Regions from separate parts of the Mus musculus genome. Here region 2 is linked to region 1. A link is a contact called in public Hi-C data. All regions are on one chromosome and are shown on one strand. Each heading gives the region's core, a stretch centred on a gene start, on an enhancer-like site or on the middle of the called end of the contact. The rest is flanking DNA. Distances are from core to core; before and after follow the strand shown.

Evidence for each region. A called contact is a pair of places that touch in the nucleus more often than the background predicts.
Region 2: a Hi-C map of morula shows a contact between it and region 1, with 2.6 times the contacts expected there. The contact joins two enhancer-like sites. A contact is called at or near these places in 16 of 39 promoter capture datasets (3T3-L1-derived adipocytes, the C10 cell line, the HPC-7 cell line and 10 more), 7 of 15 datasets of contacts at CTCF or cohesin (CD8 T cells, the G1E-ER4 cell line, embryonic stem cells and 4 more), 244 of 484 Hi-C or Micro-C datasets (the 3T3-L1 cell line, 3T3-L1-derived adipocytes, the 63-12 cell line and 126 more), 25 of 115 datasets of contacts at active chromatin or transcription factors (CD4 single positive thymocytes, CD8 T cells, the HPC-7 cell line and 16 more) and 2 of 9 other capture datasets (embryonic stem cells and pancreatic islet).

What each region holds. Positions count from the first base shown.
Region 1 is chr16:87,516,680-87,522,100 of GRCm38.p6, reverse strand. No RefSeq gene overlaps it. Among named protein-coding and RNA genes, the nearest start is that of Gm24891, 8.8 kb to the left of the region's middle. Within about 2 kb of position 3,425, at least 3 of the 459 cell types and tissues checked have an H3K27ac peak or open chromatin away from gene starts, as enhancers often do. A contact at or near this core is called in morula, where this site is marked.
Region 2 is chr16:87,751,239-87,756,659 of GRCm38.p6, reverse strand. Gm32925 (a long non-coding RNA gene) reads right to left here. Exons shown (of 5, transcript XR_001781984.1): 2 at 1,263-1,644. Among named protein-coding and RNA genes, the nearest start is that of Gm32925, 15 kb to the right of the region's middle. Within about 2 kb of position 3,224, at least 8 of the 459 cell types and tissues checked have an H3K27ac peak or open chromatin away from gene starts, as enhancers often do. A contact at or near this core is called in morula, where this site is marked.

The DNA of each region.
Region 1 (5,421 bases), core at 2,176-4,675:
AACGTGGCTGTCACGACGGCCATGCATTTCCTCAGCAAACAGCTCTGCCCTTTCGAGTTGGGGGGATACAGGTAAGCTATTTTCTTCCTCTGGAATTTAATCTCTCTTTGGAAAGAGGCGGGAATGAATGATAACACCTTTCTTGCGTATTGTAAAGACTGGAGATGATGTATTTCTTAAAAGCCAGTACATGGGCTGGCAAGATGGCTCAGCGGGTAAGAGCACTGACTGCTCCTCTGAAGGTCCTGAGTTCAAATCCCAGCAACCACATGGTGACTCACAACCACCCATAATGAGATCTAACACCCTCTTCTGGTGCATCTGAAGACAGCTACAGTGTACTTAGATATAATAATAAATAAATCTTTTTTTAAAATGTCAGTACATATTACATACAGTGTGGATGCAATAACTATCTGTATCTCCAGTTCCAGCGGGTCTAGCACCCTCTTCTCACCTCTCCAGGCACCAGGTACACACAGGGTGAACATACATACATTATGCATGCAAAAAAAACCCAATCACCGACATACAAATAAAGCAAAACTTTTAAACAACTGTTTATTAAAAGCTTTGTTTGACTTATTTCACCCCAAAGAAAAGGGGTAACTTATGATACTATCAATTAATACCGTCTAACAGAACTGTGTGCAATGAAGGGCGGTGCTCAATATGACAGGTGCTAGACTCATGAACTATACACATCAAGTGTGGATGCTCTGGAAGAAGAACTGATTTGGGGGTGGGGGAGAGAGTGGCAGTCAGAAGGGGTAAAGGTGTGTGCTTGTGTAATCTAAAAAGCAGTCTCAGACGTCATTCCCTAGGACCTACCCACCTTTTATATTTGTTGGTTTGTTCTCTTGTTTGGATAGGCCCCTCACAAGGACCCAGGACCCATCAGTGACGTCAGGATGTCTGGCCAACAAGCCCAAGGAATCCTTTATCCCCACCTCTCCAGCACTGTGATTCCAAGCTGTGTCACCATGTGTATAGCTTTCTACTTTGGTTCTGGGGATCAAACTTGAGTCGTCATGCCTCCGTGGGAAACCTTTTATCAACTCAGCTATCTCCCTAGCCTCAAGAGCTAGCTTCCATATTGAGTAATGCAGCCTAAGGAATGTACTGCCTAGATGGTTTCCTTTCAGGGCTCCTTACTCCCAGGCTGGGCCAAATGACTCAGTGAGGAAGAGCATTTGCTGCCCTGGCATGATGGGCAGAGTTCAGATCATCCTGCAACTGCATGAAGAAGAGCCAGGCATAGCCATACATGCCTGTGAGCACAGCACTATAGGAGATGGAGACAGGAGGATGACTGCAGCTTGCCAGACCAGTTTATCTCAGGTTAGTGAGAAGACCCTGTCCTGAGGGAATAAGGGGGAGAGGCATAGAGGAGGAAGCGTTGTATGATCTTCTGGCTGTGGTATTTACATGCAGAGGTGCATGCAACCTGAATCTACACATATGCACAAATGCTACACACATACAGGACACACATACCCTCACAAGGAAATTAAAATAAAACGAATTCCCTAAATTGTGCATACACAACAATCCACCAAGTCTACAGTCGGCTCAGATAGATACTTCCATGATCTTGTCCAATCATGACTGCTCAGTGCACAATAACGGAGCTAAAATTCGACAGGAAAGATCCTTTCCTATGTCTATCAGTTGCAATAGTATGGCATTAGCGGCTAAGCCCCTTTGACCAATTCTAAACACAAATTGCAACCTTGCATGTTTTCATTACATTGGAATACATCTCCTCTGCCTAATTTATGAGAAATCAATTGCTGTAACTAAATATCACCTTATTTGTCCATAACGCTTATAGAAGAAATGATTAATTTCAAAAGAGTCCAGAAAGGAGGCTATGACCTAAGCAAACTCATAGTAAATCTGTCTCCTGGCCCAAGGACCATGCTGCCCTCACATCCAGATGCTGAACTGTGTCACAGTCACAACAGTAATGACTGTGATGAAAATAGATTTTATTTTTAACTCCATTTCTTTATGTTTTGTATATATACATAGTCATGTTTACAACATTCAAGGGCTTTTTTTCTTCTTCCTTTCCTTTCTAAGCATCTTTATGCTCATGTGTGGTACAGACATCCTAACAGTATTCAAAACAAAACCTATCATCTAAGATGGGGTCAGAATGTCCAGGGCTGGGTGGCGCGGTGGCATTTCTAGGAAGGGTAAGGCGGGTGGATCGCCACAAGTTCAGACTCTTAGGGAGCTTCCTAAAATGGTCATTCTGGAAGAAAGGGGTCCTTACTCTGTCCCACAGTAGTGAGACTGGAATGTTGCATATCTTGAATATCTGAGACCTTAACCTGTGGTTTTCCAACCCTGAAGAAGCACCCCCCCCCAAAGAAGAAGAATAAGAGGGGCTTTCCCAGGGAAGCAGAGGAGGGGAAGAGAGATCACTTCACCTTCTGTGCCTAAGGCCATAGCTACCTACATTCAGTTTACCTGGCCAACAAAGCTCCCTTTTATACTTAAGCTCCTGTGAGTTGTTTCTGCCACCTGTGGTCACGTGACCTTTTAAACACTGCTCCTCTCCAAACCCACCAAGGGTTATGCTCCTTCACTTCCTATGCCCCTGACCTGCAGATCCCAGCTTATCCGCCACCTTGTTAAGTAAGCTCCTTCTTCTCCAGGGCTGGAGAGATAGCTCAGTAGTTAAAAGCACCTGTTTTTCTTGCAGCAGACTGCAGCTGGTCTTTGCTACTTTATTCTTCTTTGTCCCATCCTTTTATCTCCCCTGGTTTCACTCCTTAACAATAGATAGGAGAGAATCAAAGATAAAGGGGGAGAAAGAAAGAGGGAAAAGGAGGGAGGGAGGGGAAGGAGGGGGGAAGAGAGAGAGAGATCCCTGGATCTAATTCCTTTCCTTTTGTTTCTTCTGTGACCACAGCTACTAACAAATAGCAAGAAACCTTCCTAAAAGACCAACACAACAACCACTGACCAGGCCTCTCAGAGGCCCTAGCATTTATGTATCCTCTGAAAAGTTCCCAGAACCCCAAACATCGAGAAATCACAGAAATTATCTCCAACTGGCAAAACCACGCTTGTGCTAGAGCACAAGGCAAATCACAGTCAGCTGCTGCTGCTGCAGGCAGTTCGAAGCAGCCCACATCCCTACGCCTGGAATTAAACCTACAGAACAGTCTTAGAATATTTCTGTGGTTTGGTTTTTTGTTTGTTTGTTTGTTTTTAAGAAACCACAATTCCAGAATTCTCAAAAATGTCAGTGGAGCAGACTCAGGTTCATCTCTCAGTGATTACATGGTAGCTCAAACCATTTGTAGCTCCAGTTCCAAGAAATCCAATGCTCTGTTCTGACCTCCACGCACCAAGCATGCACCTGATGCACATGCATACAGGCAGGCAAAACACACAGAAAATAAAATGGACAAATCTAATTAAACAAACAAACAAACAAAAAGCCGGGCGTGGTGGCGCACGCCTTTAATCCCAGCACTTGGGAGGCAGAGGCAGGCGGATTTCTGAGTTCAAGGCCAGCCTGGTCTACAGAGTGAGTTCCAGGACAGCCGGGGCTGCACAGAGAAACCCTGTCTTGGAAAAAAAAATAAAAACAAAAACAAAAAACAAAATACAACAAGAACAAAAAAAAATGCCCCTCGCAAATTTTTAAAGAAAGACCATTCGCCTTCCACAGCTCCTCAGCACAAGGTATTTTATTATCTCTAGTCCTTATATCTCTAGTATGATCAAAGCTCACTGTCTACATGCATTAAAATATTGCAATGAAGCCTAGGATTTTTTATAACTATTACAAGCAAATAGAAAATGAATGAAACAACAACAACAAAAGCCTGAACTTACTTATCATGATTATCTCTCTGAAGTTTGCATTCAGCGCCTACTCAGTGCAGGAAACTGCATCTGCCATGTTCCCCACCGCCTAGAGGGCTTGGCCCAGAGTCAACACCTAACACAGATGAGGTTTTGTCTTCTACTTTCTCATTGGAAGCTGACAACACAAAGCTTTAGCCAGTATATTTATGAAGTGCAGAAGATATTTTCAACTTTACTTAGCAGGATCAATGTTATAGATATCAGTTTCTCAAAGCCCCCACAGCTCCCGATCCAGCTCACATCTCACTAGAATCATATGCTTCCAAAAGTATTTTCTCAGCAAAAAATACGAAGCTCCACTGTGGAGCCAGGGTGAGGTGTCACTGTTACAAAATCAACACATTTATCTCTCTTAGGAGCAGCTGCAGTCAGGAGCACTGCTTTGTTTCTTTATGGTGATAGTAATTATCTCCTTGAAAAGATCAGTTACTTCAAACTTTAGTCTTGCTACTTCAAGCTTGCTTCTTGTTCCAGCAAAGTCAACACGACCTGAGGGTCTATTCAGAAGTGCAGACTCTCAGACCCCACTCCAGATCTCCAGAATCAGAAAACTGCCTTTTAACAGCTCCAGATTAACACAGACACGTAGTTACCAACTTTTTGGAGTAACAGGCTAGATAAGATACTTTGAATCATAAAATTGTATCCAGCTGTGCACAGGGTGAGGCCATATAGAGGAGCAACAAGGACAGGTCAGATGACATCAGCACGGGCAGAGATTGACTTTCAAGTAGAAGAACCAAAAGAGGCCCCTGCCTTCCTATGGGCCCTAGAACTGGGAAGAGAGGGAAGGGGGCCATGGAAAAGGTTGAAAATCAAAATGAGTAAAAATACAGTCAGTGCCTGGAAGAACATGGAGCCCGAATTCTTGAGTGCACCTTTTCTCAGAAGTCTGGAATGCACTGGGCAGTCTAGTACGGGTGGGTAGCCTGCATGAGTAGTAGCAAAGCCTCAATACTGCCCACATTTACACAAAGGCTTTTGTGTTGGTGTTTGATATGTTTTGTGATGTGGTAGCATGTTGTGGTTGCAGGCCTATGCTGAGGCACCCTCCCACCCCACCCCACCCCCAGGAATCAGCTATACAACAGGTCTAGTGTAAAATGAAGTTTACTTGGAACATCAGAAAGGCATATAGGGAAGGGAATAGAGGCAGAGAAAGAAAGGAGACAGATAAGGACAGAAAGAGAGAAAGAGAAAGAAAGAAGGGAAGCAGCCAGTGGGGAACATGTGAAGATAGAGTGAGGTGAAAGAGAGGTGAGTCCCAGCAACGCGGCTCTTTGCTCTATCGCCTAAGCAAAGCAGCCGAGGAAACCAACCAACACACATGGACAGATTTGTCTCCAGCAATAGCTCTCAAAGCATCAGCTCCCTGGCCAAGTAAAAGCAACTTTAGAAAGCCTTAGAAATTCAAATTCTTGGTCCTTATCTTGTAAGGGTGAGCTGGAGCAATGGCTCAGGGGTTTAAAACACCCAGCACCCACATGGCTGCTCTAACGGACTGTAAGTCCAGCTCCAAGGCACCTGACA
Region 2 (5,421 bases), core at 1,975-4,474, 230 kb before region 1:
ATGTCCAGGCTCGATCCAGAAGCTGAGCACACTAACCATTCTGTCCTGTTGGATTCTTAGCCTCTGGAGCAGAGGTTCTCAGCCTTCCTGATGCTGTGACCCCCTCTAATACAGCTCTTCATGTTGTGTGCCCCCCAATCATAACATTATTTCATTGCTACTCTGTAACTGTACTTCCACTATTGTTGTGAGTCATAATAAACTTTGGGGGGAGGGGTTAAAAAAATCATAAATACCTGATATGTAGGATGTCTGATATGAGGCCCCCAAAGGAATGGCAACCCACAGGTTGAGAGCCTCTGCTCTTAAGCTGTGAGAAATGGGTTTCTGTGGCTTACAAGATACTCAGTTACTGAGTTTAGGTTACTTTGTAATAGCAGCCTGAACAAACTAAAGGAAGAAAAAGCAGGTTGGGAAATTATTCAGCCAGAGGCCAGGCAGGAGCACGCATGATAAAAACCCACCCAGTAAAGACGCAGAGTCAAGGTTTCCAAATATTTGCTACCAAGACCCATTTTAAAACAGTATGCCATGCCATGACCCTGTGGACATGGACAAGCATGACCTATTAAAGTTTCAAAAGCAATATTTACTTACAATGTGTAATCCACATTGATAGTTTATAGTTGGGTTTTTCAGTGTTGGTCCATGACCCATATAAATTGATTTCTGGACCTTAACTGTCTACAAACAGCAATATAAACAACCCTCATGAGAATGAGACGACCAATAAGAGGGAGGGGGTGGCTTTTCTCTCTGAATTTTGACACATACATACCACACACATACACACGCACACACACACACACACACACACACACACACACACATGTTCCTTCTTTACCGTAACCACTGGGAACCATATGTCCCTGATAACCTACACTACAGCAGAGTTATTACCACCAAAATTTATATTTACAGCTTATAATTTTATATTATACGGCTTATTTTCTCTACCTACCATACACACCTCCCTAACCCTACCCATTGCGTGATTTCATGAGAAGTGGTGTCTTTTATAAGTTACCTGCATGTCACGGTGACCAAAACACCTCCCAGAACCAACGCCAGGCAAGAAAGATTTCTTTGGGCTCACAGACTAGGAAATTTTAGTCCATTCTGACAGGAAAGGCACACCAGCATACCTGAGACCACACGGGGGGTTGGGGGGGGGGCGTGGCAGAGGCTAGTCACACTGCAGTAGACTAACAAGCAAGAAACGTGATAGGGTCCGACTTTCTGATCCACCACCAGAAACCCACCTCTGTCAGCCAGGCCGCCATGACCTAAAGGTTCCACAGCCTCCGAAAGTAACAATTTCATCTCACAAAACTTAGAAGAGACGCCTCCTGATGTCATGGGAGTCTGTTAATTATCTCTCACTACTTTTGCTTGACTCATGACTCAACTGAAGTATTGCTGAAGGAAGGTCTCTCAGAAATTATGTTCTCGTTGATATGTAGGCCTTTGGCTACTATGAATGCCGTAATCTTGAGGAAGTCACATCTTGTAACAGCATCAGCCATAACGTAGGACAATGGTGATAGAGGTCTATAATGATATCCTTTGATTTTCCAGCAGGGGGCGCCATGCGCAAGGCATTCAATACCAAGGGCACCCTAGAGATACCCAAAGTCGGTGGTTCTGGAAAAACAAAAACAACGGTCATGCGTCAGACCATCTAACACACACACCTCTGTATCACACACCAAAGGAAAAGAATTATTCTGATGAGTGTTTGTAAGTCAAAGTCATGGTGGAAACTGGCTTTTCCCATTGGTCTTTAAGTTAGCTTAGCGTGCGAGTACTGGCCTGTGGCGCTCGCTCACCAGTGTCTCCATGGATTCCCCCATTCTCCACCCTGAACTTGGTCGCCGCTCCTCTCCAGGAGTTACCTCCACCCCCACCCCAAATAGTTCCCACCCTTAATTTCCTGTCGTGTCTATGCGCTGCGCCTGGGTCCCTGCTTACTGCACTTAACGTGGTTTCTACTTGCAACAAATTTCTTGTAAATGCCACGATTTCTTTTTTTATTGCATAATAATATTCCATTCACATAACTGTCTCATTTATTTTTACCCACTCATCTCTTTGCAGACATCTGTGTTGGGCCCATTGCCGATCTATTGAGAGTAGGGATACAATTAGGCACAGGTGTGTAAGTATCGCTACGCTACATTGACTTAGAAACTTCAGTGTTATGTATCTGACGCGGGGCGGCACTGCTGCTGTACACGGCATTAGAAGTCTCCACGGTGGCTGCGTCAGCTCACACTCCCGCTGGCTGTTCTTTTTCAGATCCTCAACCAGAATTTGTAGTCCTTTGTTTGCTTAATGACAGCCATTCTATTTTAGCAGAATTCATTTGCGTTTTCCTGTAGATTAGGAGTGTTGACCATATTTTATGTATTTATTGGCCATGTGTAACTCTTTGAGAACCGTTTACTAAATGGATTGGTTGGTCCATTTACTGATGGTTTTGTTGCTTACTTTTTGCAATTCTTTAGATAATCTAGCTATTTTTTTAAAATTACTTTTAGATTTATGTAAGTGTGTGTGTGTGTGAATGTTGAACCTTCACGTATGTCTATGTAGTACATGTGCCCTGTGCTCACAGAGGTCAGGAGGTCAGAAGAGGGAAGGAATTGGATCTCCGGAAACTGGTGATCCAGATCATTGTGAGCTACATCTCCGGAAATGCCCACAGGCACACGTCAAGTCTTGTTTCCTTTGCTAGGTCACTTTGCTAGTGTTGAGTCTGGAGCAGTTGATGTCCACAACTGGCTTCACTTACGTTTCTGCGTTGCACGCCGGGTCCCTCTGCTGCCCACACTTCCTGTGCAGTCTGTGGGCTAGGCAGACTCCCCAGATCCTCTTCTCTTAGGGTAACTAAAGGGGAGCCTTTTCCACACGGACTGGGAACGCGAAAAACAGCAAGATAACTGAGCTTGGTATGGGGGCAGGGGATTGATCTTTTTACTTCCAAGACTTGATGAGTGTCAATCATCCTGCTGGAGGGGTGATGGCAAAGTGGGTCGTGTTATAGGAGCCAAGTCCAGCATGAGAACTTGAGCTCTTGGGCCCCATAGTGGCACACTGGTAGTTCCAGAGTCTGAGGCTCCCAATGAATGCAGGCGCAGAACGACTCCAGGGTTCTTCTTGGTTGAGGAGGCCGTTGGCCAACCAGGTGCTTCCTTGCCTGTGCTGAGCCTCCTCCGGCTGTTCCCTCTTCTCAGCCTCTCCTCCTTTCACCCCTGCTACGGTCGGTTTTTAACAAGTTACGTCTCAAGACAGCAAGCAGACCAGCCACGGCCATCCAGGTCTTACTGAGTGACGGGGGCTTTGACTCCAGTGCTGATCCAGCTGCCCGATCTGCCACTAGAGTTGAGGTGAGTGGGACTGTCCTGAGGACTCTTATCTCATCTAACACAGGGCACAGCTCACCGCCCTGTCATGTGGTTCCCTCCACGTTTAAGGGTCCTTTTGTGTTTTTTTGTTTTTTGATTTTGTTTGTTTGTTTTCCGAGACAGGGTTTTTCTGTATAGCCCTGGCTGTCCTGGAACTCACTTTGTAGACCAGGCTGGCCTTGAACTCAGAAATCCACCTGCCTCTGCCTTCCGAGCGCTGAGATTAAAGACGTGCGCCACCACGCCTGGGTCCTTGACCTGCCTCGTGTGATTAGTGAATCTTCCTGTTCTCATCTGCAGTGGTAGTCGGTGAGGGGTTCTGCCTTGCGGGAATGTGTTACACAGGATGCTGCAAGTATCTCCTACAGAAACAGACACACAGCATCTTCTGCCCTGTCTCAGCCACAGTTGGTCTCCTTTGCCCACCCTGTAAGAGCCCTGTCCTCTTACACCAGCATCGTAAGTAGGAGCTGCCCGAGACATTGCTTTCTGAGGTTTCACAAACAGCTTAACAATTTCACAGCAGTCGCAGTATTGGGGTTTTGCCATGAACCCGTGGGAACAGCGTGGCCGCGAGATCTGACAGAGCTGTTTCAAAATCCGGATCGAGGAGTCGGGGAATTCCTAAGAAGCATTATGCAGCCCCTGGGAGCCTTGGCCTTGTCTGAAGCGGCTTCTGTGAGCCAGATCAGATTCTTGCTGACCCCAGGAGGCAAAGAATAGAAACCTGGAAAATCTAGAGGAACTTCTCCTCGTTACCTGCCACGAACACCAATCTTGTTTCTCTCTAGTTATCTGGGTAACGCTCTGGTTTCTCTACTTGCTTTTACTGAGAGGCAGAACAGGGACAGACAGAGTATTTATGGAGGCTGCTTTTCAAGCACAGCTTCTTTGGGCTGACCTCCCAACTCCCTGCAACAAATGCTGAGTCCTCTGTCTGTAACTCATGCCCATCAATGCCCGGGCTGCTGTAAAGTATTGAGGCCTTTCTAATTGATCTGGGTGGCTGCCCTCGTGGAACTAGGAGGATTGTTTTAAATGCATCTTCAATGGTCAAATCTTTTAAAAATCTTTTTAAAATATAATATGCAGATTAGCTTCCTGTTGTAAAAATTGGGAGAGTGGCTAAGACAGGGGTTTTCAGGACTTTCCAAGAGTACAGTTCTTCTCTCAATGATAGTTTTTGATAATCACGTATAAAGCAAGCCTGAGCTCATCAGATACATGCTTTCTACACTGGTGTTTATGTACCCATGGCGGCTGTCATTAGAGTCTCTGAGTATGATGGTTTGAATAATTAGGAGGTGAAAGGTGAGTGTTGGGCTGTTGAGTGAGCAAACAAATGTTTATATGGCAGAAGTGGCATTTCAGAAGAGTATAAATGCCCTATTTGGCATCAGCATGAAACCCCCAAGTGCAAGTTCAAGCCTAACCACCCACAGGATCGGCAGATCTACAGAACTCCCCTCCTGGGTCTCACTCAATAAAGGGTTCAGCTTTTCTGTGTTCTACGTCTTTGTATCTTGGGAAATGCTATGGTATAAATCAAGACACGTCAAACTATACCACAATAATAAATGGCCCCAGCTCTCAATTGTTCACAACTGCACAGGCTTATTCGCTTCTTGAGGTGTTCTAGGGGAAGAGCTGGAAGGCCTTATCAGTCATCAGCACGGAGATTCTGAGCAAACAGCTCACTGGTCTACGGTAACTGAGAAGTTCTGCCATCTGCCATACGCAAGCAGAAGACCCAGCAAAACTAGGTGCATGCGAATCCGAAGGCCTGAGAACCCAGGGCGTGTCTGAGAGCAAAGGCAACCGGAAGTGGGTGCGTTCTCTGCTTCCTGTTCTTTTCAGAACCTCGGTGGATTGACCGGGTGAGACCCACTTAGTGAGAGATGGCAGTCGAGGGTACTGAGTCGCTCATCCCAGTGCTAAGGTTATCCATAAGTGTCCTCACAGACACACACAGAGACACAGCACAGCTGGTGATGTGGCCAGTGCCTGAGAAAAT